Linked DNA regions of Callithrix jacchus: regions 1 and 3 are each linked to region 2. A link is a contact called in public Hi-C data. All regions are on one chromosome and are shown on one strand. Each heading gives the region's core, a stretch centred on a gene start, on an enhancer-like site or on the middle of the called end of the contact. The rest is flanking DNA. Distances are from core to core; before and after follow the strand shown.

Evidence for each region. A called contact is a pair of places that touch in the nucleus more often than the background predicts.
Region 1: a contact with region 2 is called in a Hi-C map of skeletal muscle, with 5 times the contacts expected there. The contact joins the promoter of CXCR6 here to the enhancer-like site in region 2. A contact is called at or near these places in 2 of 3 Hi-C or Micro-C datasets (both in skeletal muscle).
Region 3: a contact with region 2 is called in a Hi-C map of skeletal muscle, with 5 times the contacts expected there. The contact joins two enhancer-like sites. A contact is called at or near these places in 3 of 3 Hi-C or Micro-C datasets (induced pluripotent stem cells and skeletal muscle).

What each region holds. Positions count from the first base shown.
Region 1 is chr15:28,668,411-28,672,869 of calJac240_pri, forward strand. It overlaps CXCR6 (C-X-C motif chemokine receptor 6), which reads left to right and starts at 1,940. Exons shown (of 2, transcript XM_008981526.5): 1 at 1,940-2,032. The region is part of intron 14 of FYCO1 (FYVE and coiled-coil domain autophagy adaptor 1); the gene reads right to left.
Region 2 is chr15:28,784,010-28,788,761 of calJac240_pri, forward strand. No RefSeq gene overlaps it. Among named protein-coding and RNA genes, the nearest start is that of XCR1, 34 kb to the left of the region's middle. Within about 2 kb of position 2,597, at least 3 of the 16 cell types and tissues checked have an H3K27ac peak or open chromatin away from gene starts, as enhancers often do. A contact at or near this core is called in skeletal muscle, where this site is marked.
Region 3 is chr15:28,716,568-28,720,764 of calJac240_pri, forward strand. All of the region lies in intron 1 of FYCO1 (FYVE and coiled-coil domain autophagy adaptor 1), which reads right to left. Among named protein-coding and RNA genes, the nearest start is that of FYCO1, 8.0 kb to the right of the region's middle. Within about 2 kb of position 2,739, at least 3 of the 16 cell types and tissues checked have an H3K27ac peak or open chromatin away from gene starts, as enhancers often do. A contact at or near this core is called in skeletal muscle, where this site is marked.

The DNA.
Region 1 (4,459 bases), core at 690-3,189, 120 kb before region 2:
GTACTGACCCTTAAAAAGTTTAAAGTTTTGTTTCAAATAAAAGTAATGACCTTTAAACAATTAACACTACAAACTGGCAGACAATAAAAGGCATTTTGTAAAGTAAATAAAAGACATTTTGTAAAATAAAATTTTAGCCCCAAACCTGTGAGTAGCTGAGCTCCTCAAATTGATTTGCTAGTCTTTTGTACTACAGGGAAGTTTCCATTAAAGAATGGCCATGATAAACAAGCCATCCTTTCTCAAACACACATATTTCCATATTCACATGTATACACAGTCATGGAGGGCTCTAGGTGCCAGCCTGTTTTCCCCATGGAGTAGAAAAGCTTGCTAAGAATAGCATGGCCAAGGGCATCTGACGAGGCTCAGGCCATTCTAATTCTGCTCTATAGACCTGTCTTGAATGGCATGGTTGACTTGTACCCGGGTAAAACTCAGCCCTCAAAGCTTAAAGATTCCTAAATATTAGGCAGGGTTACTTTAAATTGCCATCCTGCCTTGAAAGGTCTCTTTCAGAAAGGCAGGGCTCTATTTGGCTTAGTCTATTCCTTTTTCATTCATTCACCACTCCCTGCATCCATCTGTCCATTGGTATGCAGTCTAGGCAGCCTCATGGTTCATGCCCATAAGGAATACCTCACTCATTTGTACTAGTTTGGTAGAAAGGATAGTCTGACCTAATTCATTCAAAAAATGCCTGCAAACCTACTAGAGGTCTTCACATCTATTATCACAGCTCCATACACAGAGCAGAACAGGAAGCATTGGCTTTACAGCCGGACAGTCCTAGGTGACCACTGGGGATGTGTTTCTTGGGCAAGTGGGCTAATCTCTCTAATCTTCTGTTTGCCTGTCTGTAAGTGATTAGGATTAGATGGCTGTACACAGAAGCATCCAGCATAGGGCCAAGCTTGCAGTAGAGCTGAGTGTTAGTCTCTGGATCCTGAGGCTGCTCCTGGTCCTTGCTCCCAATGCTTGACATTTGCCCTTAGGAAGAGCCACATGAGAAGGTCTGCCTAGCAGGTGGTAGAGAGAGCAACAGCACTGGGGAGAAGCAGCCTGAATGGCAGTGCATAGTCAGAGAAGGGAGACCAGGCACCTCCACAAGAGGTCAGCTGCTTCTGGGAAAGCAGACATGTCTCCAATTCCTGCCTTCCAGCGTTGTTTCCCAGAAGGGTCAGTAATGTTAGATCACGGAGGCTGACAACTAGAACTGTACTGAGATAAAAGTCGTCAACATCTGGGGAATTCCAGTAGAGAGGGCAGACCAAGGAAACCAGATGATTCCAGCCAGGCTAGGCAAGGTGGGTGAGCACTGCCTGCTGAGGGGCCTGAGTGGTGTGGGCTTAGGAGGTGGGGCTGCACCAGGACCTCTGGCAGACCCATCATCATCCTGTTCATTGGTCTGGTAATGACACAGACCTAAGTGTGTATCTTCAATTTGCCAGTTTCTAGCTGTGTGGACTGGGGCTGTTATTTTGGCTACGGTCCTCAGTGTTCTCATCTATAAAAGAGGGATAATATCCACTGCAGGGCTGCTATGGGGCAAGACAGCTATCACATATGCTGGAGCTGCAAGTGCACGCAGAACCCAGCCATGGACTCAGCATTGGCCCAGACCTCAACTGTTCCAAAAAGATGTCTGACTAATGAATGAAGTAATTTTAAGGTACCAATGCTACCATCTTCAGTGGATGGCCAGAGCCAAACTTCCTTATTGTTCCCCTTTAATTTAAAAATAAAACCCCTGTCATACTCTGACAGAAGAATCAGCCCCGAGGCAGAATGAAGGGGGTATGGGGTATCAGTCACCCATCCATCTCTGACTGACCCACACATTACACAGGGGAGGGCTGGTCATGTGGATTTGAAACTAAAGGACAGGAGTAGGGATGGGTCTCGTATATAACCAGCTGAGGGCTCTTAAAAAAGGTTCAGCGGAAACATGAACCACATCACAGAAGTAGAGGCAGACCTTGCTTCGTGAGCAAGCTCATCTGTGGAACAAACTGTCCAAGCATTTCTGCTGGTGAGTCATTTGTCTTACTCTTTATACTTAAAAGAAGACAGGGAGGACTAACTCCAGGTATTGTTGGTATTTTCAGATTCCTGTCTGTAGTGGGGCACAGTGTAAAATGCCAGGCTATGGAGCTCAACTGCTTTTAGTTCGAATTCCATCACTGCCATTTGCTACCATATGGGTTAAATTGGAGAAACAGTGAACATGTTTCTGGGCACATGGTTAGTGCCTGTGGGCTGATGGTACTACTAGTAATGGCACAGTCAGATACACCTGGGGAGATAAGGAGAATCTAGTTAGTGTCTATATTTGCTCAACGAATAATTTCTGTTTTCATTTCTTTTGCCTAAGACAGGCTGTTTTCTCAGATTATCATTTATGTTCTTTTTTCATTATAAATCAATGTACTACTATAGAAACTTTGGGAACTATTAAAAAAAAGGAAGAAATAGGTCACCCATAATTCCCTCAGCTAGAGGCCAACTGCTAATTAAATGCAATCATTTTTCTAGGTTTTTAAAAGTACAGTCAAAAATCATATAGTTTATCATGAACTCTAAAATGAGTTCTGAATACATGGCAGAGGGATTCAGGGGGTTCATGGACTCCCAGAATTGCAGAGGGGAGTGTGTGTGTGTGTGTGTGTGTGCGTGTGTGTGTGTGTGTTTGACATCTCTTTGTTGTAACAGTAATAGCTAACACTTTGCATATTTGCTTTGTGTTTATAGTTTTTAGCAATTTAACTGTATTACATTTCCCAAAATCATTAAAAATACTTCCTAAACATTTAAGTCATATTCTATGTCTGAATTATAATTTGCTTCATTTATTTTCAGACTTTTACACTATTTCCAAAGTTGTATATGTATTTTTTTAATTTGCAGAAATCAAAATAGGATTTTGATTATAGAAGATAAATAAATGAATGTTTTTGGCCTCTTCTAGAAGGGAAAGTAATTTTTAATACTCTATTTGCACAGCACTGTCCAGGCCCAATCTGTTTACCAATTACTACACAACAAAGTTTACCAATCCTTACACATGAATTTGCATAGGTCCTTTGAGGAAATGTGTCATAGCAGCATAAGGGACCAGCAAAAGTGGAACAGGAGGATATCAAAAAAAGGCAAGAGCAAGTCAAGCAATAATGGGGAGCTGGACATTATTCTTAAGAGCAAAGCCACCTGTTTCATATTTCAAATGATGAAAATCTATGTTTTTGCCTGTGTGAATTAATAACACATACACAATATCTTACCTACTGAATAACTCAATATAGTACCCCAGAAAGCTTGTGGGGGGGCAGGATGTCTACTGGCTGACTTATCTCCCTTAGAGATCTAACAACTGTGGTCTAAGGGCAAGGATGATTTATTAAGCAGTCTTAGCCCAAAGGCAGCATCCTTCTTGCTAGAGAGAAAGGGCACTTTGGCCCCTGGAAAGACAGAGGCAAGCAGCAGCATCAGAGACACTGCTCCCAGTCAGGACTCAGTATCAGGGACAGAAGTGTTTTTGAGTGGATTAGGAGAGGTAACCTCACTGTTTATATGTCCTTGTCTGGTCAGGCAATATTTTGACTTTGTTAAACGTGGCAGAGATTCTATCCAAACACCTGCTCTTCTTCATACACCTTCTTGAGGTGCTGGCCAGACATGGCTACAGGTCACCAGAACTGAGCTGCTGCATGTTGAGTATCTGCAGGTCAGTAGCAAGGGCAAAGCTGGCACTCATGGGCTGATGTTCCTGCAGCTGCTCCTGCTCCCACACCATAGGTTACATGACCCGTTGTCCTGTCCGTGGTCTTTGGCAGGGTCACAGGGCAGAGGGAAGGGTCAGACAGAAGTGACATCCCTGGGTAAGAAATGCAGCCCATCTGGTACCCCATTTCAGTTGGGTCTTCTGCTTGTTAAAGGAGTCCCCTAAGTCCTAACCTGCCAATCACAGAAGCTAAGACAAGGCTCCCCTTTGGGGAAATCTACCTTTTTTATTTTTATTAATTAATTAATTTATTTATTTATTTTTTGGGAGTAAGGGAGGAAGGCAGGAAGGGAGGGAAGGAAGAAGGGAGGGAGGAAGGAAGGAAGGGAGGAAGGGGGAGGGAGGAAGGGAGGGAGGGAGGGAAGGGAAGGAAGGAAATCAAGCAATGAGAGAGACATTGCTGACCTGGATCTAGAGGTTTACAAGTTGATTTCTTTTTTTTTTTTTTTTCTTTTTTTTGAGAGAAGGAAAGAAAAAGAAAATGAGTAAAGGAGAGGAAGAAAGAGGAAGAGAAAGAGGGAGGGTGAACGGAAATATTGCTTTATTCTGAAAAAAAAAAAAAAAAAGGGTATTAATAATGGCCAATCAATGTTTCATTTAAACCTATGAGTAAGTGTGATGTGGTATTGACAAGAATGTATATTTTGTGTATTTGAAGTGGAGAGCTCTATGAATATT
Region 2 (4,752 bases), core at 1,347-3,846:
CTTCTCAAGCCTAACATGACCCTTCTTTTCCCCAGGAGACAACAGGGCCTTGTGGAAAGGAGCAGAAAGGAGGTTGGCAGCATCCAGAGGGCCCGTCCTCTCCGATGGAACTCCTGGCCATCTCTGGGCTGGGGTGGCTCTAGTGGTGCAGGACAGTTGAGCTGGTTTTGGATCTGGGCGGAAGTATGCAGGGGCCAGTTCATACCAGCTTGTATTCTATTTTTAGGAATGCTGCTAGCTTGTTGATGTCATACTGATAGCTTGAAATCAGTCACGGTACAAGTATTTGCACCTCAAGACAAATACTGAAAATCAGAGCTTTTCCCTTTGGAGACCTGGTTGTTAATCTTTTTTTTTTTTTTGAGACGGAGTTCCGCTCTTGTTACCCAGGCTGGAGTGCAATGGCGCGATCTCGGCTCACCGCAACCTCCGCCTCCTGGGTTCAGGCAATTCTCCTGCCTCAGCCTCCTGAGTAGCTGGGATTACAGGCACGCGCCACCATGCCCAGCTAATTTTTTGTATTTTTAGTAGAGACGGGGAAAAATTAGCTAGACAGGCCGGGCGCGGTGGCTCAAGCCTGTAATCCCAGCACTTTGGGAGGCCGAGGCAGGTGGATCACGAGGTCAAGAGATGGAGGCCATTCTGGTTGTTAATCTTCACACCACTGAATGGAAGGTTATCATTTTCTTAGAATTGCTCCTGGGATAGAGTTCCAGATTATTATCCTAGCTGCTACAGCTCTGTCATTCAGGGCCCCAGTAGGAATCAAGTGGCTCTCTCAAAAAGGTAATTGAGGACAATTCAAGGAAGAGAGACCCTTTACAAAGGTGTGGGCAGGGTATAGGGAATGCAGGAAGGGATGGTAAAGTATCCCTGACCTAACAATAGTGGGAAGCTGCTACTAATCCTAAGCCTGAGCACACAGGAGAATGAGCCATTGGAGAGCCTAGTGAGACCTACAGCCTTAGGAGAGGGCTGCTTGGCGGGGCACACAGCCTTGGGCAGAGGAACATGATTACTTTCACCCCAGTCCAGCAGGGAGGAAGCCAGAAAAATAAATACTCCAAATACTCCACTCTCTTTCTCCCCCTGCCCCCAGGTTCCCCTGTCCAAACTCCTGCTGTGTCTCCACTGTCGCCAACCAGGAGAAAGGGGACTGTGGGCGCAGCTCACACACATCAGCCATCAGAAGCACAAGGCAAGTGGAGATGGTGGAAGGTGGATCTATATGAACACCCATGGGCGGAGCCTTGGGTAATCTGTCCTTGTGCCACCTGCCCAGCCTAACTCGATGCCCACTGCCCTTGCCCACTGCACTGTGGGGCACACACTGTTTCCTCTGCCTGAAAAAATCTCTCGCTGTCCCCCTTCCCCTAGTTCATTACTTCTCATCCTTGGCTTAAATGTTAACCTCCTAAACATGTAAGCCTCTTTGTTAATTGTATTATTTTGCACCCTGTTGTTTATCTGTTCATGGCAAATCTTTTCCCCAATGGCTTGTTATTATTTGAGACAGGGCCTCACTCTACCACCTAGGCTGGAGTACAGTGATACAATTATGACTTACTGTAGCCTTGACCTCTTCCTGGGCTCAAGCAATCATCCCACCTCAACCTCCCTAGTAGCTGGGACTAAAGGTGGATGCTACCATGCCAGGATAATTTCTTTTAATTTTAGTAGAGACAGAGTCTTGCTATGTTGCCCATCCCGGTCTCAAACTTCTGGCATCAAGTGATCCTCCCACCTTGGCCTCCTAAAGTGCTGGGATTATAGGTGTGAGCCAATGTGTCTGGCCCCTAATGATTATTTAACAATAATAATACCAGTATTCAACATTGATTGAACACATACCATGTGCCAAGCACTGAGGAATTATTCGTTAGACTCTTTTAGACAGTTTCCATAAGGGCAGGGATCATGTCTCTGTTGTTCATTGTTCTATCTCTCTAGTGCCTAGGACAGTAGCTGGCACATACCAGGAACTCAACAAACATGTATGGAGTGGAAAAAATCCCAAAATGAGCCTTGCAAGTTTTTCCTAGCTCTCTTGTATCGTGGGAGATTAAATATGGCTGCAAATCCTTTACTGCTCCTCCCACTGATTGATGAAGTTCAGTTCCACTCTTGAAATCTCAGCTGGCCTCGGTGATGTGCTTGACTGATAGAATGTGGTTGGAGTGACATTCTGGGACTTCTAACTCGTAAGAAGCCTTGCAGCTTTCACCTGGGTCTCTTGGAACATTCTCGCTTGGTGCTCTGAACCACCACTTTTGAAGAACGACATATGAAGCCACCATGCTGGTGAGGCCACATGCAGGAATGGTAGATGGTTCCAGCCGAGCCTAGCTCTCCAGCCTTCTCTGTTCAGCCCCAGGTATCCACCAGTTCAACAGCACCAAGGGACCCCCACTGATGCTGCATGAAAGAGTTACCCAGCCAAGCCCTACTCAACTTTCTGAGTCACAAAATTGTGAGATCTAATCAAATGATGCTTCTTTTAAGCCTCTGCATTTTGAAGCACTTTGTTATGTAGCAGTAGTCAAAACAAGTAATATTAATTAGGGGAAAATCCCCATCCTGCTTTTCCTCCCCTCCTTCACCCATCCCACACTCTCAGGCTGCTCTTAGGGACTGTTACCAGTGGGAGTCTTGCTAACTTTCCAGCAACTTAATCTTTGATGTGGCTTTAAGAGGGGTGCCTTCTCTTAGCTGAGCTTCCATTTGCCACACTGCTGGGGAATCCCCCAAATGCTAGCCTGCCCACTTTACAAGCTCCGACAGCTGAGCTGTTCTGGGCCACCTGCCAAATCTCAGATGATACCCCTATGACGTCAGGTGACAGTAAAATTCACTGACTCCTGGGCGTAGGGAGGCCCTGTTTTTGAAGTCTGCTTTTCTCACCCAACACACAGCTCAGTAGACCCCATTGCCAGTTAGACTTGGGGAAATGCAGGTGTTGGCCCCGGGCTCCCCCAAGGTCCACTGCTGCCTGGTTCTCCGGGTCAGATCTGTTTCAAGCAGAGCAAACTACTGCTGGAATCACCAGGGCTGTGAGGAGGTTCAGAGGGTGACCCAGGTTAGTAGTTAGAGGACTGAACCATGCGGGGTGTGCTCTGAATGTGTGTAGGGTGATAGACGGAGCCTTTTGGATATTTCTGGTAGCACCAAAGACTAAACAGGCATTTGAGAAGCCTGAGGCATCTTTGCCTGTTCCAGGGCCTCTGAAAGAGGTGATGTGGGGATATCCCTGGGGCATTTGCTAACTCATTCTCAGAAGATCTGAGGAAAATATTCACTCCCTCTTCTCGCTCCTTTGCTGCCCAAGCACACATGGGTGGGTGGAGGGAGGGAGGCCAGCAACAGCATTCCTGGTAGAGGGAGCTAGGGTAGTAAGCACAGGTGTCTTGTGATGCAGCAAGGCAGGCTCACCAGGGCCAGACCAGGTAGATCCTCAGATACACTCCTTGGTGCTCTGGGGCACAGCCCTCATTTCTTAGAGGGAAGTTGGTGTAGACCACACTAGATAAGGCTCATGGTGTATATAGGTTCCCAGGTCCCCCATGCACCTATAGAAACAGAAGCTCTTTGGATGGGGCCCATGCCTTTGCATTTGTGACAAGTGTCTAGGCAGTTATGAAAAAGGAGGCCAGGCAGTATAGAGGTTAACTCCGTGGTGTCTGGAGTTAGGCCTCAGGGGTTTAAATCCAGACTCTAGCATTCAGTGCCTGTGCAATTTTGGCACCTCGGTTTCCTTATCTGAATTGCAGATAATTATAGCGCCACTATACTGAGTTGATGTGAGGATTAAATAAACTAACATGAGTTAGATACTTAGTATGCAGATGTTGGGTGCTCAATAGCTGATTTTCCCAGCAACCTGAATGATGACAGTAGTGTAATGAGGAAACTATGGACCTGTGGTACAGAGTCAGACCCCAATACATGTTTGCTGAAGTGAGGACAGGAGCATGTCATATTCAGCCAGGTCATTAGCACAGTCATGCTGTGAACATTGATTCTCACAGATAGGCCTAGCATACCTGTAGGTGCTGGGGGTTCAAAAGGAATACATCAGCATTCCACTGTCCCTGAACTTTGTGGCTTGTGGGCTATATAAAGAAAAAAAAAAAAGGAATACATCATTTTTGGTCCCCGCCTTTAAGATACTCGTAAGGTTATAGATATGGAAATGGTGTTTAGGAGGCAGTATGGTAAGTTCTATGTGAGGGGAAGGCTGACTACACCATCTTTGAAGAGGCATGGTATGCTTCCTGGAGGTGGTGATGTCAAAGGGGGATCAGAAGAACAAGAAGGAGTTATCCAGGGAGAGGGAGCTGAATGCCAGATGTAGGGGAACACTCATGCACTATTGGACATTCTGGGCCATCAAGAACTTCGTTGTGGGTGAAGTGCATGGTATAAGAGGCAGGAACGTCAAGGTCTGAAGCTGGAAAGATGAGCAGCATTCACTGGTTGGGTTGAGGTGAGTTGGGCTGAATTGGGCTCTGTGCCTTCAGTTCTGGCCAGCTCATGTCACCCATACATAGCACGTTCTTACCACAAAGGTCACCTGTGTATTCTTGAATAAGTCAGAATTAGTCAGTTATACACTGCTTTGGTGACCAGAGCTATGAAAGGTCACAGAGACCCAAATTCCTGCCCCAGGAAACACGTGATCACTTTGAGCTGGAGGACAGTTAACTAAGTTGGGGACTACATTTCAAAAAGGTCACATGGAGATTTAGAGAAAAC
Region 3 (4,197 bases), core at 1,489-3,988, 67 kb before region 2:
TAGTTATCCAGTGCAAAGTTGTAGTGTTTGCTGGCCAAGTAGACAGCAAGACTAGAGATGGCTGTGGCGGCAGCCAGTACTAAATGAGGGCCTACTGTGTGTAGGGCTGTTACGTGCTTTACACACATGATCGCTTTTAATTCTTAAAATCACTCTGGTGGAGTAGATAACATCGTCCCTGTTTACAAAGGAGAAACTGATGCTCAGAGGAGTCATGTAACTTCTTTAAGGCCACAGGCGAGTAAGACGAGCAATCACAGGTTTGAATTGTGGTCAGTCTGATTTCGAATCTGATGGTTTTTCCAATACTGACTTTTTAAGACTAAGGCATTGTCACTACTGCAAATGACCAACCACTTCCACTGGCTTGAGGTACCACCATGAAGTCCAGGGTCTTCCAAGTAATGTGAACACCCTAAGTGTTCTAACATATGCCACCTTTCTCCCACTGCCACCTTACCCTCACAGCTCCAGGAGTCCAGGCAAGCAGATCCTGGCATGAAAATCAACCCAGGCACAAGCTCCTCCAAATATTTACATAAGGATTCCTGCCTCTGTCCGAGGAGAGAAGGGCCTATCACAGGGCAGAGATAATGAGAACCTATTTTTAACTAACTAGCCAGGGTAGCTGTGACTCAGTGCAAACAAGGCCCAAAGAGGGCTTCTCTGGCTTTGGAGGAAGGAAGCAGTCAGACACATGCCTGTACTGCAGTCCTAGGAATTCATGAGTGCCAGAGACAAGAGCTTCAGGGGATCCACAGACAACCCCCTGAACCTCCCAACAAATGTTGGCACCCACCCATCAGGGACACCAAACTGAGGGTAGGAGTGCTTTATGAGAAGCCTGCCTGCCTATCCCTGGGTGTCTCTCCAGGTCACCTGCTGAACACAGGGCCTGAGCAGGGACCAGCTGGGACCCTAGAGAGAGCCAGAGAGGATAAGGACCTCCATGATCAACACGCAGCTGCTCCAGCACATTCCATCAAGTGCCTACTATGTGCAGGCTGGGGATACAGAGGCACACAAAACACATTCCAGCCATGGAGGAACCTGGCTACCCATCAAGGAGACAGATGGAAAAATATCACATATCCAGATACAGTGGAAGAGGCCCCCATAGAGATACAGATAAAAAGTCATGGGTACTCAGCTCTGAGAAGATAGGAACTATGGGTATACAAAATGACATGGAGGAATCTGAAATGCCCTGTGCTGAGTTAAGAAAGATTCTCAAACCATGACAACTGTGCAATCCCATTTATATGCGATTCTGGCAAAGGCAAATTATTAGGAGAGAAATCACATCAGTGGCTCCAGAGCCTAGGGGAGAAGGGAGGGTCTGACTACAAAGGAGCACAGGGAAATTTGGGAGGCAATTCTGTTTGGTGCCTTGATTACGGTGATGGTTACGTGACTACATGTATTTGACAAACATATACTTGTCACAACTCATATAACTGTAAATTATATCTCATAAAAAAGCAGCATTGTGATGAATTTGTAAAAAAATCCAATGGGATCTGAGGAAGGGAAAATTAAGTTCTCCTTGAGGAAGGGAGAAGTGGTGGACATTCTGTGATGGCCAGGCCTAAAAAATGAACAGGAGGCGGTGGCTCACACCTGTAATCCCAGTACTTTGGGAGGCCGAGGCAGGTGGATCACGAGGTCAAGAGATCGAGACCATCCTGGTCAACTTGGTGAAACCCCGTCTCTACTAAAAATACAAAAAATTAGCTGGGCATGGTGGTGTGTGCCTGTAGTCCCAGCTACTCGGGAGGCTGGGGCAGGAGAATTGCCTGAACCCAGGAGGCGGAGTTCGCGGTGAGCTGAGATGGCACCATTGCATTCCAGCCTGGGTAGCAGGAGCGAAACTCCGTCTCAAAGAAAAAAAAAAAATGAACAGGAGGTCACTGGAGAGAGCCAAGAAGGAAAGGATACCGGGGCGGAGGCACACAAGAGTAAAGGCTGTTTCTTTAGCTGCATTACTCTTATTTGACTACTGCCAACACAGAGGAGCTTGCGGTTTCTGAGAGAAATAATCCTGGAGGAAGATGACTGGAGTGATGCCCTGTGAGCCTTCAGATGCAGCCCACCAGGTCTGTGTGTACACTTCTAGACCATGTCTGTGGAGAGGGTGGAGGCTGGGAAGGAGGTGAGAGCAACAACAGATCCTGAGTAGCTCTTCCAGGCTGCGGCCAGGACAAGGGAGGAACCACACAACCAGCTGGATTTTCTGGAAACCAGACTTAACTGGAGTCTGGCACAAGGGAAACAATGTCTGCAAACCCAAACCAGTATCTTGGCATCATGAGCCTGAACACAGACAGCAATATGCTCCTTTAAGAATTCTTGGTGCTTTCGTGACACTGCCCCTGTGTCAGCCCAAAGCAGGAGGCCTTGTCAGTCTGATCTTCCGAGTGTGCTCTCCACTGGTGTCAAGTTCCCAGGTCATGGGGTGAGCTGTTCCCAGCCGCTGATTACACAAGCTGACTTTCCAAAGAGGCTGTGTCACCACCAGGGTCATGGGCCCTAAGAAATTGCATGCCAGGCCTGTGGGGCGTGGTGGGCTTCCCCACTCTGACTCTTCCCCACCTCACAGGGATTCAGGAAGTAAATCAGAGCTTCCATAGAGAACATAGTCACCATGGGGATGCTATTTTCATGGACTCAGCAGCTTGCTTCCCTTGCTCCTCAGTCTTGGTCTGAGGTCATTATTAACCACAACAAAAGGCAAAGAATCGGCATGATCTCTCTCCAAACATGATCAACTTTCTTGTGTCTCTAGGTAAGCTTGCCCTTTCATTGAGGGATCATAGACTCCTGGCCTGAACCAGCCTGATCCTGACATCTATAATCCATTGGCAAACAGCTCTCCCAACTCAGGAGACACTCAAAGCTCTGTACACACTCCCATGGCTGCTTCAGCACCAGGGTAAGGACTCTGGGACTCACACACCTCACAGGACCCCGCAGTGTGTCAATCACCTCATAAACCCAGTCCTTGTTGCACAACATGTAAAAACCTTCATCATTGTCTCTGACAGGCTCTTCTAAACAGCAGAGAAATCCGTTTTATACAATCTTTGGAAGTACTGGATTTCCTTGCCAACAACTCAAAATTACGTTTAAGTCTATCCAAAATGTCTGAAAACATCCAATTTTCTAATAAAGAGGAAAAGGGACTCACTGCATTTTAAAAAATTCTTATTTTTCACTTGGTACCAGTGTATGAGTTCTTAGTCATGACCTAGGTATCATTTTAGAGGTAAACGATGTTCTCTGACCTCCAAGTTTTAAAAATATCTGCCCAGATGCCCTCAATGCCTTAAACAATAGCAACAGCGGTGTAGTCAAAGACACAGAGATGCTGACTGACTCATGTAAACTTATTTGCACTACAGTGCAAGTGACTAATACTCATAATATTGCCCAGAAACTGGCTCAGACAGCAACAATAATAACATCTGAGTTGCCACACAAGGAAAGAAGAATCATCGGGGGAGGAGGAGGTTGGAGGCGTGGAAGTCAACCTTTCTCCGCCTTCAAAATTTTGCTCCCAACACAATAGCTAAGGGCTGACCTAGAGAGGGCTCCTTACAGTTGTATTTCTCCCCCAGTCCCAAATAAGGAGGAGCATACCAGTTGTAAATTCTCCCCTGACCAAGAAAGAATGTTAAGGACAAGGACAGATAAAAAGGCAGAAAAGCCTTTCTGGAAGAGTCCATTGCCTAGGCCTGGTTCAGCACACCCAGTGGCATCTATATCTAGTTACCACCTACAGAAAGGGAGGCACTTGGCTGGTACCTGCAGTTTCAAAGGCCCGGAGGTCCTGCTGGCCCAGCGCTGGAACAATCAGTGGGCAGGCAGACTGCCCTCCCCAGAGCTTCGAGAGGGTGGCTAGGAGAGTGCTCCGGAGTTTGCCAGAGGCCAGCTCAGAGGCAGGTATTTCAGCACACGTGAACAAAGACTCATTAGGTGACCCAACCCCTTGGACCTGTGATTAAAGTGTTAAGCCACTGCATGCCTGGGTCATCTTTCCCAAACACTCCTTCTTGTCATCTTCTCTCTTAAAGGGAATGAGAACTTGAGGCTTTATTATAGCTTCTTGAAACTTCTCTTGGTCCCCTCTGTTCCACCAACAATAGCAGGTTCCCTGGTTGCTCCACCAGAACACATACAAAACGGCCACTATTCTAG